Regions from separate parts of the Sus scrofa genome. Here regions 1, 2 and 3 are each linked to region 4. A link is a contact called in public Hi-C and HiChIP or PLAC-seq data. All regions are on one chromosome and are shown on one strand. The core of a region is the stretch at or near the end of the contact, and the rest is flanking DNA. Distances in the headings are between cores, read along the strand shown. Region 1 holds the start of GRB7 (growth factor receptor-bound protein 7). Region 2 holds the start of CASC3 (protein CASC3). Region 3 holds the start of RAPGEFL1 (rap guanine nucleotide exchange factor-like 1). Region 4 holds the start of PSMD3 (26S proteasome non-ATPase regulatory subunit 3).

Region 1 (3,304 bases), core at 412-2,911, 220 kb before region 4:
TACTCAGCCCTCCGAATCTGGCTTCCCCCGCCAACCTACCCTTCAACACCAGAGTGAGTTTTCTAAAATATAAGTCTGCCCCTCTTCTGTGCCTCTACTTAAAGCCCAGATGGACCCTGCAGAGTCTGGCCTCTGCCCATAGTTCCTGCTGGTCTGGACAGACAGGATGGATGGCTCTTAAACCTGGTTTACAGAACAACCACCGGAGGGCTTGTCAATACCACACATTCCTGGGTCTTGGCCCCAGAGACCAAGATTCAGTAGTTGGGGAGGGGCCCAGGGACCTGTTTTTTTACACAAGCCTAGAGAGCGTTGGAGGCTGTGGTCACAGGCCACACTTTGAGAAACAGCTGTGTACAAAGCCTTTCGCCACACCTTCCATACCTGCTCAGCCACACCTGTAAGGCCTCCTGTCCTTCCTTCTCCACCCCCATTCTGCCTCTAGATGCTCTGTCCCCTTTTGCCAAGGGCTTTGGCGCTTGTTCTGTCATCATGAAAGGTGACATTCCCATCCATCAATCCACTTCTGTCCCCTGCCCCAAGACAACTTCCCCCCTGCTCCAGGGTCACTTCCATGGAGAAGTCTTTCCCAACCTCCCAGGTAAGTTGTTCTCCCAGTGTAGTTGTCTCGTGCCATTTCTTATTATTTGTGTATTCTTTGATTAACATAAGTCTTTGTGATGGAGCTGCATGAAGATAAGGGCAGGTCATTTTGTTGTATCCCCAGTGCCAAGCATGGGGTTTGCATATAGTAGGTACGTAACAAATATTAGTCAAGTGAATGAAGGAGTGACTGAGTGAATGGTCTACTGCGCTTTGCACAAACGCTTCTGTGGCCCAGGTGACCTCGCCCCTCCCTCACTTCTTGGCTTAGTCCTCTCATACTGGTTTTTCCAAGGAAAACCCAGTTTGGAGAAAGTTGAGCCTGGAGCCACTCCTCCACGCCCCCCCCCGGGGGGGGCAGACCTCTTATCACCCCTATGAATTGTTTGTTTATCCAACTGTCACCCGCTTGGGCTGGGAGGTGGCTACTGTCTTTGATCTCAGCCTCTCAGGCGGGCTCTTCACCGTTGTGTTTGCCTAGTGCTGAAGGAGAGCGCAAGGGGAGTCCCCTAGCACCTGGCCAGAGCTTTCCCCAAATCACTCCTCTCACCAGGGGACCTCGTCTAACCCCTTGGATTTCAGGAGACTGAGACCCTGGACTTTGCTCAGAAGACAGGATTTAGCCCAGGTGCCTCCGAGGGGCCAGGATGCAGGCTGGGTGGCCAGACTGTGGCTGGAGGTCAAGGGGCAGGCCAAGTTGCTGGACACCCCTCTGGCTGGCCTCCGGCTTTCGAAGAGTCGCCCTTTGCCCCAGGGGGGTAGGCCCCAGAGCTGCAGTCAAGCCCCCTAAATTGGCCAATGAACATTCCAGGTTTGGGAAGGGTGGGCGGGGCCCTTTCCCCTGACCTTCTAGCCCCCAGCCTCTCCCTCCCAGGTGGTGAGGACCTTCGCTCTCGGGCTGCTCAGTTCAGTTCAATCGCCTCTCCCCAGTCACCTGCTGCCAGCCTAAGGACAAAAACAATCCCAGCCAGCGTAGTGTTGGGGAGGCCCCGCCCCTCCTCCTGGGCTTCCTCCTCCCACGCCCCTCCCCCGTGCCCCGCCCCCACCTGCCCAAGATAATTTGTTTCCCTGGGCAAGGTGCCTGGACAACAGGGCTCAGCCTTCCCCCTCCTTCTGTGCCCAAAGTCAGGACACCCTCCTACCACCTGTAGAATAGAGGGAGCCGATTTGAAATCAAGTCCAGGTACCTGAGGTTCCTAGACAGAGCCGGACTTCAGCCCCTGTGTCCTGCGACTCCTGCTGGGGCTCTTCCAGGTAAGGGGACGGAGATTCGTCCCAGAAGACAACTTGCTCCCACCTCTAGCCGCACCAGGGCCCCAGGCTGTGCCAGTCTCAGGGCCAAGAGCTGGCTGGCTGGCTGCCCAGGTGGGCGGCCAGGCGTCTGCCTGGCTCCCCCTTCCCTTCCTCGCTCAGTGATGTCAGGCCAGGGCGGGGACAGGAGGAGGACAGGTAGTTAAGGGCTTGGCGTCTTCCTCCTTAAATCGGTGGCCCCAGCCCGGTGTACCAACGCCCAGGGTCCAGGTAAGGACCAAAGCGGACACTTCATCTTGGGGGTGGGGAGCCCCAGGGTCCATATGGAAAAAGATTCGGCCTCCTGCTGGGTTGCTCTGGCGGCCTCACTTTCTCTTTTCCTCCAGCCTCCCATCCCGCCCCCTCCTCACCAGCTGCCCTCAGTCTTTCCCTACTCTCATCTCCTGCCCTCCCGGCTCCTCCCGACCCTCTCCGCAACTCCCCGCACCCAGGTCGCCCCCATCCCAAACGCACACTCACCAGCTGACGGGGCCGGGAAGCGAGATCACAGATTCTCGCCTCCTGGAGACGCGGTTTTCCCGCTGAAACTAGCCCCTCCCCACATTCCCAGAAAGAGAGCTGAGAGGGGAGGGTCCAGATACCGAGGGAGCTGCCCCAAGTCTCTCTCTTGCTCTGTCTGATTTGACCGCAGCTTGAGTTCCCCCAAGTCTTTATGAAAGAGTCGTCTCCGCGGGGGCCACGGGGGCACCCTCAATTTGGAGGGCAGTAAGGGACAAGGATTCCCTAAACTGCCAGAACGCCGTCTCTCTGGAGTGTAGCCCCCACTCGGCCACAAGGATGCCCTCGGATGGGACGGTGGGGGTGGGCAGGCGGGGGGTCCCTCCTGGCTTCCGAAAGATGTGGTCTCGGTAGACTGGAGGGTTAGATGCGGGGGGATCCGCAGTGCCGTGTGCGTGTGTGTGTGTGTGTGGTGGGGGGTGCTGGGGAGTGTGTGCGCGCGTGCCTGGGGCGGGGGCGAGTGCCTTGTCTGAAGCGGCTGGGGAAAGACCCGGGTCCGAGTCTGGGCCTCCCGGGCAGGTCGGGGATGGAGAGTGCACCTGCCCGCCATCGTCAGTCCTTCCAACCCCGCTGTCCCTCGGGATTGCCCCCTCTTGGTCTGCCCGTCCTGGACTCTGCTCTCCCCTCTCCCCCTGCTCTCCTGCTGGGGGGGCCCCCCGTGAAGGCAAGCGGCCTGTAATGATTAACTTCGCAGACACTCTAGCATTCTTCCCAAATTAAACTTTAAAAGAGCTGCCCCCCCTCACTCCCATTGGGTGTTTTTTCCCCTTAGTGAGGGAGTGGGCGGGGCCTCAGGGTCCCGGGCCCTCCCCCCAACTCCGGGTCACCTAGGGGTTTCCCGCCTCCTCACCTGGGCCCTCGCCCTAAGAGCTCCCCGACAGGTAAGGCCTCC
Region 2 (3,388 bases), core at 310-2,809, 140 kb after region 4:
AGTAGTGACAATGCTGCCACCATGTAACTCCCTTAAAACAAAAAATTAAGTCATACATCCTCCATTTTTAACACAGGCAGTTGGTTTTTGGAGCTGTATTTACAAGTTGTCATATTGGTCACTTGTTTAACCAACTGAGATCTGTTTGGATACTGACTAAATATCTTAATTCATTCAGAAGGACTTCTAGTTTCATACTGCATATGAATTTGGTATCAGGACCCTTAACCATATTTGTAAAAATATTACACAGGACAGACTCCTGTGCTATCCCATAAGGACCTTGCTCTGGTGTGTGTGTGTGTGTGCATATATATACACACATATATTTTTTTCTTTCTAGGACCGCAACTGTGGCATATGGAAGTTCCCAGGCTAAGGGTTAAATTGGAGCTGCAGCTGCCAGTCTATACCCCAGCCACAGCAACACTGGATCCTTAACACAATGAGCCAGGCCAGGGTTTGAACCGGCATCCTCATGGATGCTAGTCGGGTTTGTAACCAGCTGAGCCACAACAGGAATTCCTCTGGTGTATATTAATGTGCACTCCTGTAGGTGCACTAATAGCTTAGCTGAGGCTTCTTGTACGTTACCATGGTCCAGAGATTCTTGTACGTTACCATGGTCTAGGGGTTTAATCTGAGCTGTAGCTGCCGGCCTACGCCAGAGCCACAGCAACGCGGGATCCGAGCCGCGTCTGCAACCTACACCACAGCTCACGGCAACGCTGGATCGTTAACCCACTGAGCGAGGGCAGGGACCGAACCCGCAACCTCATGGTTCCTAGTCTGATTCGTTAACCACTGCGCCACGAAGGGAACTCCTTTTTTCATTGCTTTAAAATGTCTTGCCAAATCCAAAGCATTCCCTCATCTACCCGTCTGGCAACCCTTAACAAAAAGGAAATCAGGATGTTTTACCAACTCCAGTTCCTGTGATTATCTCTTTTTAAATCGGCTCTAAAATCTTGGTAAGATTACAGTTATACCTGCTTGCACTTTGGGAGAGGTGATGGCTGGGGTGGGAAGACCCATGACGAGGGAAGAGGAAATGAGAATACAGGGATAACATTGCAGTGCTGCAACACTGAATCCTCAAGCTTCATTGCAGACAACTGGTTTCTCTTCCACCCTTTAGCTTAAAATGGACTGGTTTGACAAATCTGATGCCGCACTACGGCTCTAGAGGTTTACCTTGATTCGTGATTTTACAAACAAATGCAGTAAAACGATCTGCTTCAAACGTAGGCAGAAACAAGAAATGGAAAAAGAAAACCATGAAACAGCATTGCCGCTCTGAAGCTGTGACAGGTCAACGCTATCCATTGGCAAAGCCCAAGATGGCCGGGAAAGGAGCCGGAGGAAGCTGCGGGAGCACAGCTCCCCTCGCCCGGGGCCCTACCCAGGGGAAGTCTGGGACCATGCCACGCCCCCTTACGGCACTATTTGACGCAATTCGACTCGCCCGCAACGTGCCGCAGGGCGCCAGCCCCGCCTCCAGCCCCACCCCCTGAAAAGGGGCGACCAGCCCCACTAGTGAAGCATGCTGGGACCGACTCTCGAGCCTCCCGGCAGCCCCTGCGACGGGCGCGGTACGTAAGGAGCTGGCCAGCGGCGGCCGTTCTCCGTAAGATGGCGGACCGGCGGCGGCAACGCGCTTCGCAGGACACTGAGGACGAAGAATCTGGTGCTTCCGGCTCAGACAGTGGCAGTTCCTTGGCGCGGGGCGGCGGGAGCTGCAGCGGCAGTGTTGGAGGCGGCGGCAGCGGCTCTCTGCCCTCCCAGCGCGGAGGCCGAGTCGGGGCCCTTCATCTGCGGCGGGTGGAGAGCGGGGGGCCAAGAGCGCTGAGGAGTCGGAATGTGTGAGTGCGCGCGGGCGGGGCGGGCCGGGAAAGGGGGCGGGTTGTAGGTGATGATGGGAGGCTGGGAGTTGATGGTAGATGGTGGGGTGTAACGTGTTCGAGAAGGGGAGAGCTGTCCCAGTGCGGTTTGCATCCGGAGCCCCAAGGGAATAGGAGGGGTCGGGATGTCTAGAAAGAGGGCAGAGCTGCTGTGGATGGAAAGCGGATGTTTATTCAGTAATCGGGACTGGAGGGGAATAGACTGGACCTTCCTCGGACGCAGTTTGTTAAAGATGTATCTTTCCTCGGCTCCCTTTGCAATCATTTTGTATTCAGTCTCCAACTCTCCATCCTCTGGAAATCACAGAACTAACCCATGTCTTCTCTTTTCCTTCAGGAGAGTGAAGATGGCATCGAGGGCGATGGTAAGTAGCATCGTGACAGTTTTTTGCTCATAAACGTAGGTCACCTATTTCCAGCAATTGACATCCTCTTAAACTTAAGGATTTGGGGCGGGAGGAGGAATTCCACAAAGAGGCTCTTGGTAGCATAGTGCTAAAGAGCATACGTTTTAGCAGTATAATCTTGAGAAAGTCATTCTCTGAACCTATTGTCTCTGCATATGGGGGAGTATAATTTTATCTACCTCATAGGTTGATGTCAGAATTTTTTTTAACTCAGTGATTTTTATTACATTCGTAGCTTTTTTTTTCTTTTTTCTTTTTTTTGTCTTTTTAGGGCTGCACCTGCTGCATATGGAGGTTCCCAAGCGAGGGGTCCAATCTGAGTTGTAGCTGTCGGCCTACGCCACAGCCGCAGCAACACAGGATCCAAGCGGTGTCTGCGACCTACACCACAGCTCACGCCAACGCTGGATCCTTAACCCACTGAGCGAGGCCAGGGATCGAACCCGCAACCTCATGGTTCCTAGTCAGATTTGTTTCCACGCTCCACTATGGGAACGTCTTGTTACATTTATAGTTAGACAACGATCACCACAACCCAATTTTTTTTTTTTTTTTTTTTTTTTTTTTTGTCTTTTTGTCTTTAGTTGTTGTTGTTCTTGTTGTTGCTATTTCTTGGGCCGCTCTCGCGGCATATGGAGGTTCCCAGGCTAGGGGTCGAATCGGAGCTGTAGCCACCGGCCTACGCCAGAGCCACAGCAACGCAGGATCCGAGCCGCGTCTGCAACCTACACCACAGCTCACGGCAACGCCGGATCGTTAACCCGCTGAGCAAGGGCAGGGACCGAACCCGCAACCTCATGGTTCCTAGTCGGATTCGTTAACCACTGCGCCACGACGGGAACTCCCCACCACAACCCAATTTTGATGTCAGAATTAAATGAGAGTTTTAACTTCACCCACAACAAGCAGTCAAGAGATGTAATTATAATAATTTCTGTTGATTTTTTTTTTAATCTGTTTCTGTTTTCTTTCAGCTGTTCTCTCTGATTACGAAAGTGCAGAAGACTCAGAAGTAAGTGTGATAGGTTCTTTTTTCTATGGTGTAGGTTGGAAAATGTATTTTTAAAACTGTGCACATCT
Region 3 (3,458 bases), core at 470-2,969, 160 kb after region 4:
TCAGAGATCTGACTTAATTGACAAGTTGGGGCCTGGACAACAATATTTTTGAAAAGTTCCTGGATTACAAAGTGCAGTTGGGGTGAAAACCACTGATGTCCTAGGAGGACCGTCATGCCATGCTGGCTTTCCTCTCTGATTCAAGGTCTTAAACTTAGTCTATGCCTGATAGCTTTGAGTAGCTGGAGAATGCTGGGGTCCTGTTCCCCGAGTTTCCAGTTTCCAGAAGTCTCTTTGACCCTTTTATTTATAGCCCCCATACCTTCCATACTCCCCAATTCTTCCCTCTTCCTGACAATCCCAAATCCTGCCCAGAGAGGATGTTACCAAGGCAACCAGCTTAATCTGGTAACTGTGGCATGTGCTGGGAGTGGAGCCCTCCCCTCTTCTTATTTGGTTCATAAAATGCCTGGGGAGCTACGAGCCACTCCAACCAGTTTCCCCTCTTAGCCCCAAAGATATTGGGGTATCCAATAATGAGAACCCAGGAAACAAATACTCGGCTCTCTAGTCCAGCTTTTTAGCCAAAAGTGTGCTTTCTCCTTTTTAACTGTTCTTTTTTGCAAATCCACAAACAGATGGGTGTGCAAAGCTTTATTTCTATGAAGACATGCTCTTGCACACATAGGACCAGATAGGTACACACAGTGACACACGTGCATGGCACACACCCTGTTCAGTTCCACCACCACTCCCAGCCTTTAACATTCCTGTTGCTGCCTGGTTGGTGCACAGTAAACAGGGGTGGGGCATTGGCCAAGGAGCCTCAACCCATCTGGTGCCTGGTGCCACTCCCCACCTTGTTACCTTAACCTTGATGTGCTTACACTGAGCATGTCTCTCTACCACCCTCCTTCTGGAACGGTGTGCCCTTAGGGGCAGAATGCTCTGGGCATAGGCATCAGGAATAAGATTACTTGGAGAGCAAATTTGGTATTACTTTCCTCACTCTGTGGTTATGTCATCTCTGGATGGGCTCGCTCTCTATGCTGGATGGTGTTAGTTGGCAGTTCTGGAGCTTGTCAACCATCTCTAGGGCTCTGCTTCCTCCTGCTGCCAGCTAGGCTCAGGTGCCCTTGTGCTCCTGGTCTCCTCCCCCTTTGCCTACTGTCTCTTCTCCTCACCCCAATTAGACCTGCCACAACCTGCGGCTCCCAGCCTGGCTCCTACCTGCCTGCCAGTACCTGCCTCTCACAGGCCAGGCCCTCACCACCTATTGTGCCCTACCAGAAAGGGCAGATGAGTACTGCCTCAGGTTTCAATGCCAGTTCACCCGAGGCCTTTCCAGCCCTTCTAACAGAAGGAAGATAAAAACCACATATTCCTCAGAGTATGGCAACAAGAGTACATTATCAAGATCCAGAGTGATGGACAACCAATCAGCAATTTTTGGAGGCCCCACCCGAATACAGGTAGGTGAGTCAAGCAAAGTGTGTGGCCTGGTTCTTTGCAATGATACCAAGAGTCCTCGTAGGCCTCAAGCCAGGAACCCCCTTTCAGTGGGTAAATTACTCCCTCCCCTTTGCCCTGAACGTCTGGATCTGCCCCGAGTCTAATCCCATTCAGCCCCTTACTGTTTCCCTCGCTGTCAGCCCCTGCGCCCAAGTTCAAGCCTCGCGCGGCCTAGGGGGCGGGCCCATGAAGGGCGGGGGCGGGGACTGGGCGGGGACTGAAGGAGGGGGCGCGGCCTCAGTTCTGCCACCTTCCCCCCGGTCAGGAGCACAGCCGCCGCCGCCGCTGCCGCCGCCGCCGCCACCGCCGCGTCTTCTCAGCGTTGCGCACCACCCGCTGCCTTTGCCGCCGCAGCCCGGCTCCGGAGCGTAGAGCGAGGGGCACCGGCCCCGCAGCCTACCCACCCTTCGGGCCGCGTGCGCTGCAGCCGGCATGGGGGGCCACTAAGAGCAGGCACTCCTTCCCTCTGGCACCCCCTCCGGCCCCTGGCCACTGGACTCCGGCCAGCGAGCCTCGGGCACCTCTGCCCCCAGTCCGGCGCCTGGCACGGCCCTCCGCTCTGCCCCTCCGGCTCTGAGCATCGTGTCCCCGCCCCCCCCCCGCCCGCGCCTGGGACACCTGGGTCCTCCGGCGGCCCCGAGGAGAGGGGCGGGGGGGGGGCATGAAGCCGCTGGAGAAATTTCTGAAGAAGCAGACGTCGCAGCTGGCGGGGCGAACGGTGGCGGGAGGTCCCGGCGGGGGTCCGGGTAGCTGCGGCGGGCCTGGAGGGGGTGGGGGACCTGGCGGGGGCGGCGGTCCAACCGGGGGACCGCGGCCACTGCAGCGGCGTCAGAGCGTGTCTCGCCTGCTGCTCCCAGCTTTCCTCCGGGAGCCCCCCGCCGAGCCGGGGCTGGAGCCGCCCCCTGAGGAGGACGGGGGCGAGCTGGCGGGGGTCGCGGAGGAGCTCAGCAGCAGGGGGCCCTGTTGGCTGCAGCTAGAGGAGGTGCCAGGGCCCGGACCGCTCGGGGGAGGGGGGGCCCTGCGCTCCCCTTCCTCGTACTCCTCAGATGAGCTGTCCCCGGGCGAGCCCCTGCCTTCCCCACCCTGGGCCCCCCTGGGCGCCCCCGAGCGGCCGGAGCATCTTCTGAACCGGGTTCTGGAGCGGCTGGCTGGAGGGGCCACCAGGGACAGCGCTGCCTCAGGTAAGGAGTCGGCCAGCTCATCCATCCCCCAGTAGGGGGTCGTCCCCTGGTTGCTCTTCCTTGCCCTTGGAGAGTGGGGGTGGCGCTGCGCGGAGCCTCGGTGTGGGGTTGAGTGGTCTGGTCAGCTGAAGTGGGCTAGGGGCCTACGGGAGGGACAGACCCTTCTGCAGTGGAGAAGTGGCAGTGCCACCTTCCTCCCTGTAGCAGCTTCAGCCAGTGGCTGGGGAAGAAGCTGAACCTCTTTCTCTCCTTAAGCCACCTCTCCTCTCCCCCGGACATCTTATCCAGCCCTTCCTAGGTCCCTGATGTTGACTGCGTCCTTCTGTGGCCCCAAATTCGGGCCTGACATGCTAAGATGGACGCTGCCCAGACCAGTCAGTGTGGCCCCCTAGAGGTGGCCAAGCCCTGAAAGACCTTCCAGGAGTCCCCAGTTCTGTTTAGAAGCCCCAGAGCAGAGGGCTGGCCCACTCAGGGTGCGGGTGGGGGGGCAGTGCCAGACAGGCATGGGGCCCAAGGTGCCTTTTGGGCCCAGCCAAAGGGATGCGTTGTCCTCAGCAGCTTGGGGGGAGGGCTGCGTTCTCGTTCGGGGCTAAGAAGGTATTTGGTGGGGGAAAGGTGGCCGGGCAGACATCAGGGCCCTGCAGCATCTGGGGGTGGGGGTGGTCTGAACCTCTCCAACTCCTGCCTGTCCATCGTCAGGCTTCAGCACATGGACTCTTTAAGAAAAAAAAAATAACCACACCCTGAGAAGCTTATTCCCTAAACGAAGATGCTATTTCACCACTTCCCACCAGCACCCCTACTAAGGGGATTTTGAGGAAACTG
Region 4 (3,378 bases), core at 318-2,817:
AACCTGTATCTTCCTCTTGAAAAATCACTAGAGGATTCCTTTGAAAAATAAGTAGACTGTGTTTCTGGTCCAAATTTTTCCCCTGGGGGATTCTTTTTTATATATATTTATATATATATATATATATATATATATATATATTTTTTTTTTTTTTTTTTTTTTTGTCTTTTTGCTATTTCTTGGGCCGCTCCCGCGGCATATGGAGGTTCCCAGGCTAGGGGTCGAATCGGAGCCGTAGCCATTAGCCTACGCCAGAGCCACAGCAACGCGGGATCCGAGCCGCGTCTGCGACCTACACCACAGCTCACGGCAATGCTGGATCGTTAACCCACTGAGCAAGGGCAAGGACGGAACCCGCAACCTCATGGTTCCTAGTCGGATTCGTTAACCACTGCGCCACGACGAGAACTCCTCCCCTGGGGGATTCTTAAGCCCACCTTAGGTAGACTATTATTCTGTTCCCCATTTCACTACAGTGAAGAGTCTCCATCATCATCTTCCACCCTCTTGTGTCCAGCATCACAATACATGGCAGCCCAGAGCAGAGCTTCCAGCAGACCACGCTCTGGAGCTGTTTTTCTGGGTTGTTTTTTTTCTGGCGCGCGGGGGGGTGGGGAGTGTTGGTTTGCGGGGTTTTTTTTTGTTTTTTGTTTTTGTTTGCTTTTTAGGGCTGCACCTGCAGCATATGGAAGTTCCCAGGCTAGGGTTGGAATTCGAGCTGCAGCAGCCAGCCTACACCACAGCCACAGCAACATGCCAGACCCGAGCTACGTCTGCGACCTACACCGCAGTTTATGGCAACGCCAGATTCCTAAGCCGCTGAGCGAGGCCAGGGATTGAACCTGCATCTTCATGTATATTAGTCGGGTTTGTTACTGCTGAGCCACAAAGAGAACTTCTGGAGCTGTTTTTTTTTTGTTTGTTTGTTTGTTTGTTTTTTCCACCACCCTGCCCCCTGAAATGTGCTAGCCCTGAGCCTCACATAGAGTGGACCCCTAAATTTTACTAAATTATAAGTGATTATACGCAAATGCACTCTCCCCGCATCCGCACTCCCAGGCTGCAGAGATTTTATGCCTTATTTTCAGCACTAGCTAAAATCGGACAAGAAAGTCTGAATCCCATGGGGTTCTTCCTCGTCTCCAATTCGGTGTAGTTTTCAGCCCAACAGCCTAGCTCAACATCCCTTCGCAGCTTCTTTTCTTCTCTCGCGCCAGTTGCATCAAGCGGCGGTTGAGAACTGCAAATTGAGCGAGTTTAGGCATGAAACTCGCCTGGCAACTCGTGGCGTCATCACGCTCTGCGCTTGGATAGACCCTACCCATTTCATCGAAGTTGGGTGCTTAGAGTCCGCAGTGACCCAGTGGGGGCCTGAGGGGACCTCATGCGGACATACATAGAAATACACCGGAAAGGAACACAAAGGAAAAAAACACACAGAAACAGTTCAAAACAAGCCGGACAAACCCCTACAGGCTCCTCCCCGCTCCTCCTCGAAGATCCGCCTCCATCCGCACATCGGCTGTTGATTTTTCTCCCCTTTGTGGACTCGGCAATTGGCCCACTCGGCCTGGCATTTCCCACAAGGCCCAGCGCCGGGAAGGGGTTTGCAGCTGCTCCGTCATCGTGCGGCCCGACGCGAGCCCGCGCTCGTGTGCAGGCCCGGCTCGGTTCCTGGTCTCCGGTGCGAGGATTCACCCGAGGCCCCGGCCTCGGTCCCCGGACTAGGCCGCGACCCCGGGCGCCATGAAGCAGGAGGGCTCGGCGCGGCGCCGTGGCACGGACAAGGCAAAGCCACCGCCCGGCGGAGCGGAGCAGGAACCACCGCCGCCCCCAGCCCCTCAAGATGTGGAGATGAAAGAAGAGGCAGCGGCCGGTGGCGCATCAACCGGGGAGACCGATGGCAAGGCGGCAGCGGCGGCGGCTGAGCACTCCCAGCGAGAGCTGGACACCGTCACCTTGGAGGGTACGAGAGCGCGGGCCGTGGGCATGCCATGACCACGGGTGACAGCGCCGCGGTGATCCAGCGCAGCCTCTACCACCCCTAGTTCGTTGAGATCACCCCCAGGTGCCCGCCCCTACTTCCCTCACACTCCGACCCCAGCCTCACTAGCCGAGCCTTCTCTCCGGGCTCAGGCCCTTCGCACACACCTCTCCGCAACCTGGGGTTGCGTCCAGAACTAGATGTCATTGGGCCCGTAGACTCCCTTTTCTGAATTCTCTCCTCTGACGTTATTACTCCTTTTACACTGATTCTGGCGTCCCCAGTGTATGATTGACCTCTCTAAAAACCAGTGTAGTCATGTGCGAAGGAGGTCAGGATGACGCAGAATACTGGCCCCGAGTTTTAAGAATGGTTTGTTGTCTTAACTACCTTTAGCAAACTGCCCTAAAAGAGCTCTTTTTACATAGCATCTTGCTTCCTAGTTGCTGTAATTGAGATGCCCGCGCGATCCCCTTTGCCCTGTTTCTCCTCCTCTAAGCCCAAACTCCTACTGTTTCTAAAGTTTAAATATATTACACACCTTGTTTGAGTTCCTCGTACTTGCCTTCCACCTAAACAACCCCCAGCCCATTTCTTTTCTCCTCGGCACCTGTTGCCAGTTTCCTATCATTCTCTCGTTCCTCCAAGTTCATATTTCGCTTTTCTTACTCAGAGCTCCCTGTCCACATTCGGAGTGGGTAGAGTGAGAGCTTCTCATTGTGATCTTGATGTTGTTTTTCTGTTCTGGATCAAATAGGACCAGACTATTTATTGATTTTCTCTGTACTTAACTGCATAAGAACCTCGCTCAAAAACATTGAAGTAGGAGTTCCCGTTGTGGCTCAGAGGAAACAAATCGGACTAGGAACCATGAGGTTGCGGGTTCGACCCCTGGCCTCACTCAGTGGGTTAAGGATCCAGTGTTGCCGTGAGCTGGGGTGTAGGTCGCAGACACAGAGTGGATCTGGCATGCTGTGGCTGTTGTATAGGCTGGCACCTACAGCTCCAATTCAACCCCTAGCCTGGGAACCTCCATATGCCATGGGTGAGGCCCTGAAAAACCAAACAAAACAAAAAACACATGGAAATAAGCAAATTGATGCACCTGAGTGGTGTTTTGAGAGTGTGATAGTGTTGACTGCATGAGCTCCTACTCTAAAGTTGGACAGCAGGAGTTCCCGTCGTGGCGCAGTGGTTAACGAATCCGACTAGGAACCATGAGGTTGCGGGTTCGGTCCCTGCCCTTGCTCAGTGGGTTAAGGATCCGGCGTTGCCGTGAGCTGTGGTGTAGGTCGCAGACGCGGCTCGGATCCCGCGTTGCTGTGGCTCTGGCATAGGCTGGTGGCTACAGCTCTGATTCGACCCCTAGCCTGGCAACCTCCATATGCCACGGG

Evidence for each region. Hi-C and Micro-C count contacts between places; a contact is called where the count stands out from the background. HiChIP or PLAC-seq counts read pairs in DNA pulled down with a chosen protein or histone mark.
Region 1: a Hi-C map of epiblast stem cells shows a contact between it and region 4, with 4 times the contacts expected there. The contact joins the promoter of GRB7 here to the promoter of PSMD3 in region 4. A contact is called at or near these places in 1 of 5 promoter capture datasets (fetal liver) and 2 of 47 Hi-C or Micro-C datasets (epiblast stem cells and liver).
Region 2: an H3K27ac HiChIP or PLAC-seq map of alveolar macrophages shows a contact between it and region 4. The contact joins the promoter of CASC3 here to the promoter of PSMD3 in region 4. A contact is called at or near these places in 1 of 47 Hi-C or Micro-C datasets (epiblast stem cells) and 1 of 2 datasets of contacts at active chromatin or transcription factors (alveolar macrophages).
Region 3: an H3K27ac HiChIP or PLAC-seq map of alveolar macrophages shows a contact between it and region 4. The contact joins the promoter of RAPGEFL1 here to the promoter of PSMD3 in region 4. A contact is called at or near these places in 3 of 47 Hi-C or Micro-C datasets (alveolar macrophages, embryonic fibroblasts and skeletal muscle) and 1 of 2 datasets of contacts at active chromatin or transcription factors (alveolar macrophages).

What each region holds. Positions count from the first base shown.
Region 1 is chr12:22,581,743-22,585,046 of Sscrofa11.1, reverse strand. GRB7 (growth factor receptor-bound protein 7) reads left to right here and starts at 1,661. Exons shown (of 15, transcript XM_021067040.1): 1 at 1,661-1,857.
Region 2 is chr12:22,219,744-22,223,131 of Sscrofa11.1, reverse strand. CASC3 (protein CASC3) reads left to right here and starts at 1,559. Exons shown (of 15, transcript XM_021067024.1): 1 at 1,559-1,834; 2 at 1,837-1,862; 3 at 2,239-2,266; 4 at 3,283-3,320. The coding sequence starts at 1,633.
Region 3 is chr12:22,194,102-22,197,559 of Sscrofa11.1, reverse strand. It overlaps RAPGEFL1 (rap guanine nucleotide exchange factor-like 1), which reads left to right and starts at 1,719. Exons shown (of 11, transcript XR_002337116.1): 1 at 1,719-2,633.
Region 4 is chr12:22,358,739-22,362,116 of Sscrofa11.1, reverse strand. PSMD3 (26S proteasome non-ATPase regulatory subunit 3) reads left to right here and starts at 1,567. Exons shown (of 12, transcript XM_003131496.5): 1 at 1,567-1,966. The coding sequence starts at 1,747.